Linked DNA regions of Mus musculus: all the other regions are linked to region 1. Evidence: chromatin contacts called from public HiChIP or PLAC-seq data. All regions are on one chromosome and are shown on one strand. The core of a region is the stretch at or near the end of the contact, and the rest is flanking DNA. Distances in the headings are between cores, read along the strand shown. Region 1 overlaps Gm35787 (a long non-coding RNA gene). Region 2 holds the start of Enpep (glutamyl aminopeptidase). Region 3 holds the start of Elovl6 (ELOVL family member 6, elongation of long chain fatty acids (yeast)).

Evidence for each region. HiChIP or PLAC-seq counts read pairs in DNA pulled down with a chosen protein or histone mark.
Region 2: an H3K4me3 HiChIP or PLAC-seq map of pro-B cells shows a contact between it and region 1, with 3 times the contacts expected there. The contact joins the promoter of Enpep here to the enhancer-like site in region 1. A contact is called at or near these places in 15 of 39 promoter capture datasets (the 3T3-L1 cell line, 3T3-L1-derived adipocytes, the C10 cell line and 8 more), 4 of 15 datasets of contacts at CTCF or cohesin (CD8 T cells, the NIH/3T3 cell line, large pre-B cells and 1 more), 3 of 484 Hi-C or Micro-C datasets (large pre-B cells, liver and pro-B cells), 6 of 115 datasets of contacts at active chromatin or transcription factors (the 230-238 cell line, embryonic stem cells, intestinal villus epithelium and 3 more) and 3 of 9 other capture datasets (adipose tissue, liver and pancreatic islet).
Region 3: a contact with region 1 is called in an H3K4me3 HiChIP or PLAC-seq map of pro-B cells, with 3 times the contacts expected there. The contact joins the promoter of Elovl6 here to the enhancer-like site in region 1. A contact is called at or near these places in 9 of 39 promoter capture datasets (the 3T3-L1 cell line, 3T3-L1-derived adipocytes, the C10 cell line and 4 more), 2 of 15 datasets of contacts at CTCF or cohesin (large pre-B cells and pro-B cells), 35 of 484 Hi-C or Micro-C datasets (B cells, the C10 cell line, the C2C12 cell line and 18 more), 14 of 115 datasets of contacts at active chromatin or transcription factors (the 230-238 cell line, the SCID.adh cell line, cardiomyocytes and 9 more) and 3 of 9 other capture datasets (adipose tissue, liver and pancreatic islet).

Annotation. Positions count from the first base shown.
Region 1 is chr3:129,427,730-129,431,621 of GRCm38.p6, reverse strand. Gm35787 (a long non-coding RNA gene) reads right to left here. Exons shown (of 5, transcript XR_376058.2): 3 at 960-1,075; 4 at 722-779. Among named protein-coding and RNA genes, the nearest start is that of Gm35787, 6.6 kb to the right of the region's middle. Within about 2 kb of position 1,736, at least 33 of the 459 cell types and tissues checked have an H3K27ac peak or open chromatin away from gene starts, as enhancers often do. A contact at or near this core is called in adipose tissue, bone marrow-derived macrophages, embryonic fibroblasts and 4 more, where this site is marked.
Region 2 is chr3:129,330,346-129,334,332 of GRCm38.p6, reverse strand. It overlaps Enpep (glutamyl aminopeptidase), which reads left to right and starts at 1,584. Exons shown (of 20, transcript NM_007934.3): 1 at 1,584-2,471. The coding sequence starts at 1,852.
Region 3 is chr3:129,530,360-129,534,286 of GRCm38.p6, reverse strand. Elovl6 (ELOVL family member 6, elongation of long chain fatty acids (yeast)) reads right to left here and starts at 1,901. Exons shown (of 5, transcript NM_130450.2): 1 at 1,792-1,901; 2 at 1,519-1,639. The coding sequence starts at 1,607. Gm35986 (predicted gene, 35986) reads left to right here and starts at 1,899. Exons shown (of 3, transcript NR_153368.1): 1 at 1,899-2,030; 2 at 3,123-3,228.

The sequences.
Region 1 (3,892 bases), core at 487-2,986:
ACAGTGACACACCTACTCCAACAAGGCAACACCTCTTAATAGCGCCACTCCCTGGGTCAAGCATATTCAAACCACCACAATAACCTCAAGGAAATGAGCCAAATTTGGGACCAATGTATCTTACTAAAATGGAAGCAGGAAGAAAAAGAAAACCTGAGCAGACAGGGAGAACAGACATTGAGTCAGGAATATAAATCTTCTCACACTCCTACAGCCTAAGGCTTCCAAGCTGGTCAATATCTTTGCTTCTTGATTTGCTTAAAATGAAGGAAATTAAGTAAGCATAATGCCCTATATGTTTTCAAATAATAAATGCTGTGCACAGGATCATAATGATAGCATCTCCAAAAACAGTGGCATTGTGGGTGATAATGTCCAACTTTATGGAGCATTTTCTTTGTTTAGTTATTTATTCACTTTACATCCTGATTGCAGACCCCCTCTCCTCCCAGCCCCCCTCATGCTGCCCCTACTCCCAGCCCCTCCCCTTCACCTCCGAGAAGGGGGAAGTATCCCCTGGGTACCAACCCACTTGAGCATTTTCTATACACATTTTCTGGAATTTCTGCCTGAGTGCTTCACTTTCCACATTCAATGCTGTATTTGTGGGGAAGCGGGAGAGACAATCTCCTCTAGCTGTACCTACTTAGAGTTCTCCTGAGGTTTGTTTCCATATTTTTAATCATGTTTAGATTGCTATTTCCTCATTTGTCTGTTTTACCTCTTATGTTGAGACAGGTGGTTCCTCTTAAAGATGCTTTCAGGGTTCGATTTGGTTCCTACAAAACAGCAACGCGCAACAAGTGAATATGGTTAAGAGGGTTGTATCTGTCAGTACAAAGTGTACAGTAGACTGTGATAGTGCTAGAGAGATGCATACAAAATACCCCTGAAGCAACCAGAGAGAGAAACAGTAGGAACTATCAACCACGTGGGTAAAAAAACTAAACTGTAATCACCTCTTCCTTATTCTCACAAGGAAATGAACACTTGGGTGTAGCCATCCTTCAAATGATGAGTAGATTACACAGGGTCTGAGGTTAATGGGCTGTAGGATTGATGTGTGCCGTGTTACCTGGAGGGCACACATCAAAGATTTATAAAGTAATAAACCATTTCTCCCTCTCCCTCTCCCTCTCCCTCTCCCTCTCCCTCTCCCTCTCCCTCTCCCTCTCCCCCTCCCCCTCCCCCTCCCCCTCCCTCTCCCCATCCCTCTCCCTCTCCCCATCCCTCTCCCTCTCCCCCTCCCCCTCCCCTCCCCCCTTCTCTCTCTGTGTGTCTTTGAACAAGCTTTCATATAGTCCAGGTTGGCCTTGAACTCTATACTTGAAATTGGCTGTGAACTTCTGTTCTTCCTGACCCTACCTCCCAATTGCTAAGATTACAGGTGTGAGTCACCATGCCCAACTCCTGACCTATTACTTTTGATTCTGTATTTATATTCAATTCAATTACTGAATTCATTTCTTTAAAAAATCATTCTAAGGATGGAAGAAAGGTAGGGGAGGGGAGAGGGGAAACTGTATTCATATTATGTTATATGAGAAAAGAATCTATGTTTAATTAAAGGAGGGAAATCAATTTTAACTAAATCTTAGTTATTGTGTAATCTGTGGATTCTATGTAACCATTTTGTCTTTTCTTTCTAATGAAGAGCTCATTTATAAACAATCTGAAAGAAATCAGCCAGGAGGTGGCGGCACACACCTTTCATCTTGGCATTCAGGAGGTGGAGGCAGGTGGCCTTTGAGATCAAGGACAGCTTGGTCTACAGAGTGAGTTTCAGGACAGCCAAGGCTATACAGAGAAACCCTGTCTCAACAAAATAAACAAAAAATAAATAAATAATAAAGAAAGAAATTAAGATGTACAATAGAAATCAATGATTTTAAGAATTTAACTGTATAGTTAAACTGTCTGTGTTACACAATAGGAAGTTGTTTTTTTGTTTTTTTTTATGTTTTTTTTTTTTTTAAATTTCTCCTCTGAGAAAGCAGAACTCCTGAGACAGAGGAGCAAAATCCTTTACGTATTTCTCATCAAGTTGCTGACATCTGAGTCACAATTTCAATTTTAGCCACTTAGACAGGCTTACTGGTTTGTACAGGGCATATTTTAAACAATAGCGCTGAGAGTTTGAAATAGGCTATGTCAACACTGGGCTGAATTGTCTCAGAGCTTTATTTTCTCTAGCTGATTGTTTTGTTGAAGCAAGGCAGAAGTGCAAAGAGAAGCTGGGCCCAGCATCAATATTGAAACCAGTTCAATCAGAAGCTTGGCAGTGCTCCTGTAATCACGCCAGCCTGGGCTCCACGTCTGCATGCGAGGGAGGCATGGACAGAACGCCTCTGGCCAAAGAGAAAGGTCGCCCAGAGCATGGTGCAAGAGCCTGTGTCCTGTAAGCCCTCTGGGTTGAGAGAGCCATTTGCAGGGTTCATCATGCTCCTGAGAAAGCTAATGGTGTCAGAATCTATTTATTTCTGAGATCCCATCCCCTGAGAGACTAACTAGCAGGCCAGCACTCTGAAAATGTACAAGTAATTGCATGAATAATTATTCAGCCCAACAGGAGAAACATGTATTCAACACAGTTTCATTATGTCTGCTTCAGTTAGGTGAGCCCAGCTGCAGGAGATGATGGACGCAGCGTTCTCAGAGCTATCTCATGTTTGGTGGTGATATACTCTCTTCAGTGTGTGCCAGTGACATGCTGTCCATACCTCTCTGGAAAACCTTAGACTCATTCCTCTTCTCTTCCTCCCTCCCTCCCCCCTCCCCCTCCCTCCCTCCTTCCTCCCTCCCCCCTGCCCCTCCCTCCCCCTCCCCCTCCCTCCCTCCCTCCCTCCCCCTTCCCTCCCCCCTCCCTCCCCCCTCCCACTCCCTCCCCACTCCCACTCCCTCCCTCCTTCCTTCCTCCCCCCTACCCCTCCCTCCCTCCCTCCCCCCTTCCTACTTTCCCCTCCCTTTTTGTGTATGCTCACACCTGGGGGCACATGTGTGAAATGCAGATGGAGGCTAGAGATAATGTTCAACTTTATTTTTTGAGACAGCATATCTCACTGGTTTGGGAGTTGCTAAGTAGACTGATTGGCCAGTGAGTTCCAGTGATCTGCCTATCTCTGCCTCCTCAATAGTGGGGTTACAAGTGTGTGCATCCATGGGTGGGTGGGTGGGGAACACTCTAACAGAGGCAGGGGGAGAGGGGATGAGATAGAGGGGTTTCTAAAGGGGAGATCTGGAAAGGGGAAAACATTTGAAATGTAAATAAAAAATATCCAATAAAACAAACAAACAAGGATGCGCACCGTTTCTGAAAGTGGATTCTGGGACTCAAGCTTAGGTCTTTCTGCTTGCCCGGCAAGTGCTTTATCAGCTGGATTCACTCAGCCCTAGTTCATAATCTTAAAAACAGAAAAGCTATTAGATCCCAGCTTCTGTTAAGTGCACTCTGATATTCTAGAGAACCACAACGTAGTGGCTTACAGCTCGTCCTTTTAGGAACACACAACCAAATTCTACCAATTTAATGTATGCAACTGTGTGCCCTTAGGACTTTGTCAGTAGTAATCTCTGCTTTTGACATCATTTCAGTGAGTTAAAGCATTTATTAGTAGATTATTATTACTCTTTCTGGCTCTATTTTCAAGGATATATGTGGCCCAGGCTCACATCTCACCTGCTGGGTATCTGAGAGTGACCTTGAACTCTTGATCTGCCTCCTCTAGTTCCCAAGAGCTGTGATTGGGGAGTGTACCACTGCAGCTGGCTCCAAGTTATTAATTTTTTTAAAATCCAGACTCTCCTAAGTCTGACAGAGGAAAGTGAGTTTTTTGCTTACACTGATCAGCATGGCAGCCATTAGCCACACATAATTAGTAAGCACAGAAATGTG
Region 2 (3,987 bases), core at 335-2,834, 97 kb after region 1:
GGTGTGGGGAGTGAACTGACAGATGAACTAAACTGGGAAGTTATTCTGTAGTGTGTGTTCTCTCTTGGAAGCTCACAGTGTCAGGATTTGAAGACTTTGGAAAGAAAGAAAAAGAGGTCAATAGAGAAGATTCTAATTGTGTGTGTGTGAGTGTGTGGTATGTATGTGTATGTGTGTGCATTTACATGTGTGTGGAGGCAGAGGATGGACAAACTTGGCTGCCATTCCTCAGACAGACAACCATCTTGGCTTTGCTCTTAACTCGCCAAGTGGGCTAGGCTGAGGAGTTGGTGAGCTTCAATGATCCCGTTGCCTACACCTCTCCAACACTGGCATTCCGAGTTTTATACCATTATACTTGGGCTTGTTTGTTTGTTCGTTTGTTTGTTTTTTTTTTTTTAATGTGGGTACTAGTAACCAAACTCAGGCCTTCGTGCCTGCTGCAAGGCACAAACTTACTAAGCCATCTCCCCAGACAGAGATTTTAATGTTATCTTACCTAGACCATGGGAATTGCTCTTTGGAAAATGCTAAGCCTTTAATAATCATTTAATCTTGAATATTCCTTCTCTTTATATAAGAAAATCTGTGCAGTGCAGTAACTACATGGCCCTTCAACTCAGACACCAATTCTGCTACTGCCAGCTGCGTGTCCTTCACCATCTCTATAACAGGCAGCCAAATAGAATCAATTGCATGGGATTGTGGGAAAAAATTTGTATGCTAGTTTCTATAAAGTACCTTATAGAAAATACTATATATAATTCTCAAAACCTCCATAGCTACATTACGTTTGCATTGCCATTGTCAGCAATGGCTAGTGTTTGCAACTTGGCTACTCATAAGAAGTTGTAATCCTCTATGCATACCTTCACTCCCTACCAATGACATCATTGCTAATGGCTCTCTGGTAGGGCCAGCCATTACAGCTGCTATCTGCTCCAAAGCTGACATACTATTCCTAAGTTTGCAGAGCATACTCTCGTTTTGGGACAAACTCTCAGACTTTCCAAAGTTCCCCCTCCCCCCCTCACTCTCCTTCCCCTTTTTCGGCTTTCCTGACCTGGCCAGTTGCTTCGCATTTCCCCTTCTGCCTTCCATCTACCTGCCTTGGACTACCTGGTCCTGTAACTCTGTCACTGACTGACTAAATGATCCTTAAACTTAGAAACTCCTCCAAGTATCGAACTCTAAGATATGATTTCCGCAGAGGGCAGAAATGGAATGTTTACATAATTTGAAGGAAAAGAGGAGGAGAAAAAAAAAAAAAAAACAACAAAAAAATCACGCTTAGCTTCTTTGGCAAGCAACCTAATAAAATAGTGAAATTTAAGAAGCCCTTTGGCTGAGAGAGCCCGGCTGCTCACACAGCAAGAAGAAGCCCTAGATCTGATGGCAAAGGTTGCGTTTTCTATCGTAAGCACACCTCTTTGCCAAGTGATTTCTCTGAAGCTGACAGAGGTTTGGCAACATCTCCACCTCTCCCAACCCCCACCCCTTTGCTGTATTGGCCGATAAGCTCAAGCCCTGTTTTATATTTAACTCGCTCCAGTTCAGAAGGGGCAGGCCTGGGGAGACGCTGTTTATATAGCGCTGAGCCAACATTCTCATCAGTCCTCCTCCTTCAAGTCAGCTTCTCTTCTGCGTCTCCATCCTACTCCTTGGTCTCCGCATTCATCCTGGAGTGGCCGGTGGGGACGAGCAGGACCGGGAAGAGGGAGAGGTGTGGGAAAGCGAAGCCAAGCTGCCAGGGATCGGACGCCTTCCAATTGAAAAGGGAAGTCAGCTGACAAGGAAAGTTAGTTAAATTTAACATCCTTTCATGTGTAACATCTGACTTCGGGGGAGAAAATGAACTTTGCAGAGGAAGAGCCCTCCAAGAAATACTGCATTAAAGGCAAACACGTGGCCATCATCTGTGGAGTAGTGGTGGCAGTTGGATTAATAGTGGGACTTTCTGTGGGTTTGACCAGGTCGTGTGAGCAGGACACAACCCCAGCTCCTTCCCAACCTCCTCCGGAAGCCAGCACTGCCCTCCCTCCTCAGGACCAGAATGTCTGCCCTGACAGTGAAGATGAAAGCGGAGAATGGAAAAACTTCAGGCTGCCTGACTTCATCAATCCAGTTCACTACGACCTGGAGGTGAAGGCCCTGATGGAGGAAGACAGGTACACGGGAATAGTGACCATCTCTGTCAACTTGAGCAAACCCACTCGTGACCTATGGCTCCACATCAGGGAGACCAAGATCACCAAGCTGCCGGAGCTAAGGAGGCCCTCTGGGGAGCAGGTACCAATTCGACGGTGCTTCGAGTATAAGAAGCAGGAGTACGTGGTGATCCAGGCTGCAGAAGACCTTGCGGCCACCAGTGGGGACAGTGTCTATCGGCTGACCATGGAGTTTAAAGGCTGGCTGAACGGTTCCCTTGTGGGTTTTTACAAAACCACCTACATGGAGGACGGGCAAATCAGGTATGTGCTGTGTGGTGCTGTGTGTGTTACTGTGTGTAGTGCAGAGCTGTGTTATGCTGTGTGTGGTGGGACGAGGTGTGATACAGTGTGGTGCTGTGCTGTGTTGTGTTGTGTTGTGTTGTGTTGTGTTGTGTTGTTTTGTTCTGTGTGCGGTGCGGTGCGGTGCTGAGCTGTATGTGCTACTATGTGCAGTGTGGTGCTGTGTTATGCTGTGTGTGGTGGGACGAGGTGTGATGCAGTGTGGTGCTGTGCTGTGTTGTTCTGTGTGCGGTGCAATACAGTGCTGTGTGGTGCTTCCTCTGAACCCAGTTTCTGCAGTGTTTATTTTTGCCTTTTCTCTTTGCTTCCCATCTCTTGTGTTTTGTGGGTCTGATCCCTATCTGCCCTTGCTTTCAATTCTGCTTGTTCATCTGAGAAGTAAGATGTTTTGCCTTCTTGTAATTTGAAAATGTATCACCAACTCGAAGTTGTAAATACAATGCCAGTTGTAGAGAATTCAGTAATAGTGAATAATTGTAAATACAATGCCAGTTGTAGAGAATTTATTAATGACACCGGGATAAATCGCAACTGCATCTGACTCTACACATCCACACAAAGTGCCTCAGAGGTTTATGAATATAAGTATTTGATAAATTTCACTACTGGTGTTTTGGGGCTATATCACAGTGATTTCACAAGGGATGACAATTTCATTTGCAATGACAATTACATTAAGTGTCAATTGTTATTTCGTGCAGTTTACTGGAGAAGAATCGTAACGAAAATTACAAAAGATATGACGGGTCCTTAGGTGTTCATCTAAGAAGAAAAGCCTGGCTGTGTTTTCTCTTCTTCTGTGATCAGAACTATGTTTCTAACTAGGCTTTCGGGGAATGCTTAAAACCTGGATCAGTGATGGCATATGGATAAACCTTGGAGCTGCCAACTATCACTAAGCAGGCAATAGTAATGCTAACCAAGCCTTTACCACATAACAGGCAGCCACAAGTATTTTTCTTCCCTGCAGTGTCCCAAGCAGAAGTGTTTAAAATATACATTAAATAATTATAATTATAAAACTAATATATTCTACCTAATCTATTACTTTCTATCTGATATTCACGTGACCCAGTGGCTTTTATCAGTTCTTGGTAAACGGTGTAAGCTCCTTCCTTGAATTCACAAAACCACTGCCCTGTGAGAGGTGACCAGGGACCCAGGCCATGCTACACTTGAGTTGTCTCTGGACTTGAACTTGCTTAGACATTTGCCTCCAGAGATTCTGCAGAGTTAAATGACTGAAAAAAAAAAAGCTGCATGTCACCTTTCAAAACTGGAGCCAGGGTCAATCCTCTGTGAATTCCTTTCCTCTGTTGTCTGGAGCATCCTTTGGAGCAAAGGAAAATCTCTTGGTCAAATTTCTTCCTACTATTTATCAGAGTGAGGACTCAGCCTCACGTTCTGTGTGGTGCGTGGGCACACTAAGTAGAAAGGATAACGGAAGGAAAACCATGATAAGGACCACAGAGATCTG
Region 3 (3,927 bases), core at 652-3,151, 100 kb before region 1:
CCCTAACGGGAGGAAGTGCACCGCTAGGACCCCCCGAACGCCAGCCCGAGGGGGCTGGGCTTCCTGCAGCGCTCGGGCCTCCCTATGGCCTCCCCCTTACGGGGCGATCCAGACTCCCCGGGGGTGTAATCGCGCTCGGGACCCAGGCCCGCGTCCTCGGTGTCCAGGAGCACGCCGGCGACCGCACCAGGCTGGCTCTGGGGCTCAGGGCCTCCAGGCAGCCGCCATGCCGCGGCCCGAACTCGCGCGCCCCGGAGTCTCGGCTCCGCCCGGCCGCCGCCGTAAACCGCCCAAGGGCCCAGCTCGCAAGCTGAAGGCCAAGGGTGGGCGCGCTCCCCGCGGGCGAGAAGGGGCGGGAGCAGCAAGCCCGGGATCGGGCTGGAGAAGGCGAACCCCCGGCGGCTGCCACCACCCGCTCCAGCCCGGGAGCGCCGGCGTCTCCGGTTTCCCATTGATGAATGGAGGGAGGGAAGGCAGGTCGCGAGCGCCCTCGCACGCGGCAGCGGAACCTCCCGGAGCCCGGAAGCCCCCCGAGGGCCGGCCGCGGCGCAGAGGGGGTGGGGTGGGGGTGGGGAGATCGAGGGGGCTCGCACTAAACCGGAGGGAAACATCTCCAACCACAGCACGGTCTACGGGAAGGAGGGAGCTCCCTTCTTAAAATACTGCAAGGTGACACCGGATCGCCTCCCACACGGGGATTTTTCAGAAGACTGACCGGAGGAACTCAGTAAACAAGATGTTTTCCCGGATTCGAAGTTCTGGGGAAAGACCTCCGAGACTGCCCTGGCAGGAGCCTTCCAGTACTTAAACTGCTGCTCCACGCGGAGAAGCGTGTCCAAAAGGCGTTTCCTTTACACAGAAACTTAATAATGGCGTGGCTCCACTTGCTCGGGTTCATTCATTTTTATTGCAGTTTTCATTGTCCCCTCCTCCCCGATGTCTTTATGAAACCGGAAAGTAATCTGAGTGGGGAAGGGGTCCTGGACCCTGGGCATCTACGGCTGGAGGCGGCAGTCAAGGGAGGGCAGTAAAGTGGAAGAACTACAAGGAGAAAGGAAGGACACGAGGGATGGGGAGAGGGAAAGGACCAGAGAGAGGCGGGCTGAAGAGGGTTAAAGGGAGCGGAGACCGGGTCCTCCCTCCACTGCCTTGCACGCTCCAGTTGCGGGAGGCCAAGCAGAACCCCCAAATCTAAGCGAAAGCAGGGAGACAACACAGGTGGGATAGCTGGATTGTAACATGCCTCTGTCTCCCGTATATTATTACAGGTACACATATTATATGTTCTATGTTATATAATCTACACAAAGATGCCCGCGTGGCCGCGGCTCACACAGAGCACCCCCCAAACCGCACGCTTCCATGCAGCTTCAGAGTCTCCTGCAGACATGAGACCCTGGAACTCCGCGATCTGCTGGCTACTGCCGGCAATCCATCCGTCGCTCCGCTCACGCTCAGACCAGGAATACCGACATTAATGCACTCCCGGGAATAGTATCTCGCGAAAGCATCACCTACCAGTTTTCCTGCATCCATTGGATGGCTTCGTTCTCGTTGAACTGCTTTTCGAATTCATATTCTTGTAAAGTCAACACTGACATGTTCATTGGGGCTGATCTTCGGAGTCGCTACGTGTTCTCTATACAAAATAAAAAAATCTGTAAAGAGCCTTTTATTTTGAGTGCTCTCCTGTCTGCTTCCCCCTCCCACCCCCCTAGGTATTGCCCCGCCGTCAGTCTCCTGGCCGATCTCTCTCCCAGCCTCTCAGCTACATCCAGGGTTGAGCATTGCCTGCGCCTCTGCTCCCAGCTCCTAGCTCAGGGGCTCTCCTCCCAGCGTCCGCATCCACCGTAGGAGGAAATGAATGCCTTGCGGTCTTAGTGCCCGCACGTTTGTCCATCACGCTTTTTACTCGTCTACAGGGAAATCTCCTCCCCCTCGTGCGATCGGGAAAATTAACCCTTTGCGCGAGAGGGCGCAGAAGAGCAAGACCTCCCATCGCCCTGGGGGATAGTTTTGTTTACAAGAAGGTGGTTGGTGGACTGGGGGAGGGGAGGGAAGGGCGCCAAGAGGGAGGAAGTGGCCTTGAGGTCATACTCAAGCCCATTCGCCACCTCTTGGGCCTCCCTGCCTGGCCTTTGAATGAAGTTTCAGAGTGAGAGGCGCAGCCCTGAGGCGCGTGGACCTGAAAGCTTGGCGAGTAAACAATTGGGAAATAGTAAAATCTGCCAGGTTCTCTGGCATGAGAACTCCAGGCAAATAAATGTGAGGATCACGTCTTGCGATCTAGTCTCCTCACTACCTCGATCCCGCAGCACCCTCTGAGACCACCTCCACCGGGCAGCTTGGGCGCGGATTTACCTTGACCTTAGGGCCAGGTAGCCTTCGGAACTAAGACCACGTGCAGACAGGATGCTGAGGATGAGGACCTGGGAAGTCAAGGTTGACTAGGAGGCAGAAGTTAGGTAGAGGGTTTGGCTACCAGGAGGGGATATTAATGAACAAAGGAAGGGAATTTGGCATACAGAATTAGGCCTACTGATCTAAATACCAAAACTTTATCTATCTGCTTTACTTTAGTTCTGCCTTATTCTTGTGAAATTAGGAAGAAAAGATTAATGTAGGAGAGGGATTTATGTAATGCTAATCCTCCCCCTGGGCTACCAGCTCACAGCAACCATTCCCAAATACTCCTTATTTTTCTGGAGGATGGTATTTTCTAGTCCTAAAAGGAAGAAGGAAGTAAGAGACAATAAGGTACCTAATAATATAATATTTAGATCCAACAAAAGATACTGATCAACACTTATTAGTTTGTTTGTTTGTTTTTTAAATGTTTGTGATTTTCAAGATTGGGTTTTTTTGTTTGTTTGGTTTGGGTTTTTTAGGTGCTTTTGGCTTTTCGAGACATGATTTTTCTGTGTAGCCCTTGTTGCCCTGGAACTGGCTCTGTAAACCAGGCTGGTCTCAGACTCAGAGATCTGCCTGCCTCTGCCTCACTCACAAGTTCTGGGACTAAGGTTCGGGCCACCACAGCCCAGCTAAGAACCTATTAGTTTAAAGATGTACATTAGGACCAGAGAGAAAATACCCTCTAAGATGTTCATTTCCTCACCTACCAGCCAACTAAAATGAGGCGAGGGCATTTCATGCAGTCAGATCATCTCAGGAAGACACTGGAGGCTGAGGCGGGAAGACTGGTGCTAGTAAAATTGCCAGAAATTTGAGGTGAGTCTGAATTTCACAGTGACATCCTTGCTTCCCCTGCCCCCCAAGTCTTAAAAGGGTGGGGTATGTCCTTAATTGGGGGGTGGGTATGTCCTTAATCCTAATACACTCTGGAGTCAGAAGCATGTGGATTTTTGTGAGTTTGAGATTAGCCTGGTCTAGTAACAAGATCCAGGTCAGCCAAGGAGATAGAATGACACCCTGGGTTTTTAATGTCATTTGTTTTTGTTTTTGTTTGGGTTTTTTATTTGTTTTTGTTTTTTGATTCTCTGTGTATCCCTGGCCATCCTGGAAATTGCACAGTAGAGCAATAGATCAATCAGTGTGGCCTCCAACTCATAGCTCTCCTTGCCCCTGCCTCCCTTGTGCTGGAATGAAAGAGGTATTGCCACCACATTGTGAAAATGGCTTGGCATGAGGACCTGAGTTCAGAGTCCCAGAACCTCTGAGGCTGAGACGGGGAACTCCTCCTGTGTATTTTCATTTTTGGAGACCAGGTATCTTTTATATCTTACGCTGGCTAGAAATGGCTCTGTGAGCCAGGTGGTGGTGCTGCGCGCCTTTAATCCCAGCACTCGGGAGGCAGAGGCAGGCGGATCTACATGAGTCTAAGGCTAGCCTGAAATAACAAACCTGAAATAGGAGCTTGGAGATGAGTAAGAGACCTTGTCTTTAAAATGAAGATGGAGACATCTCGAG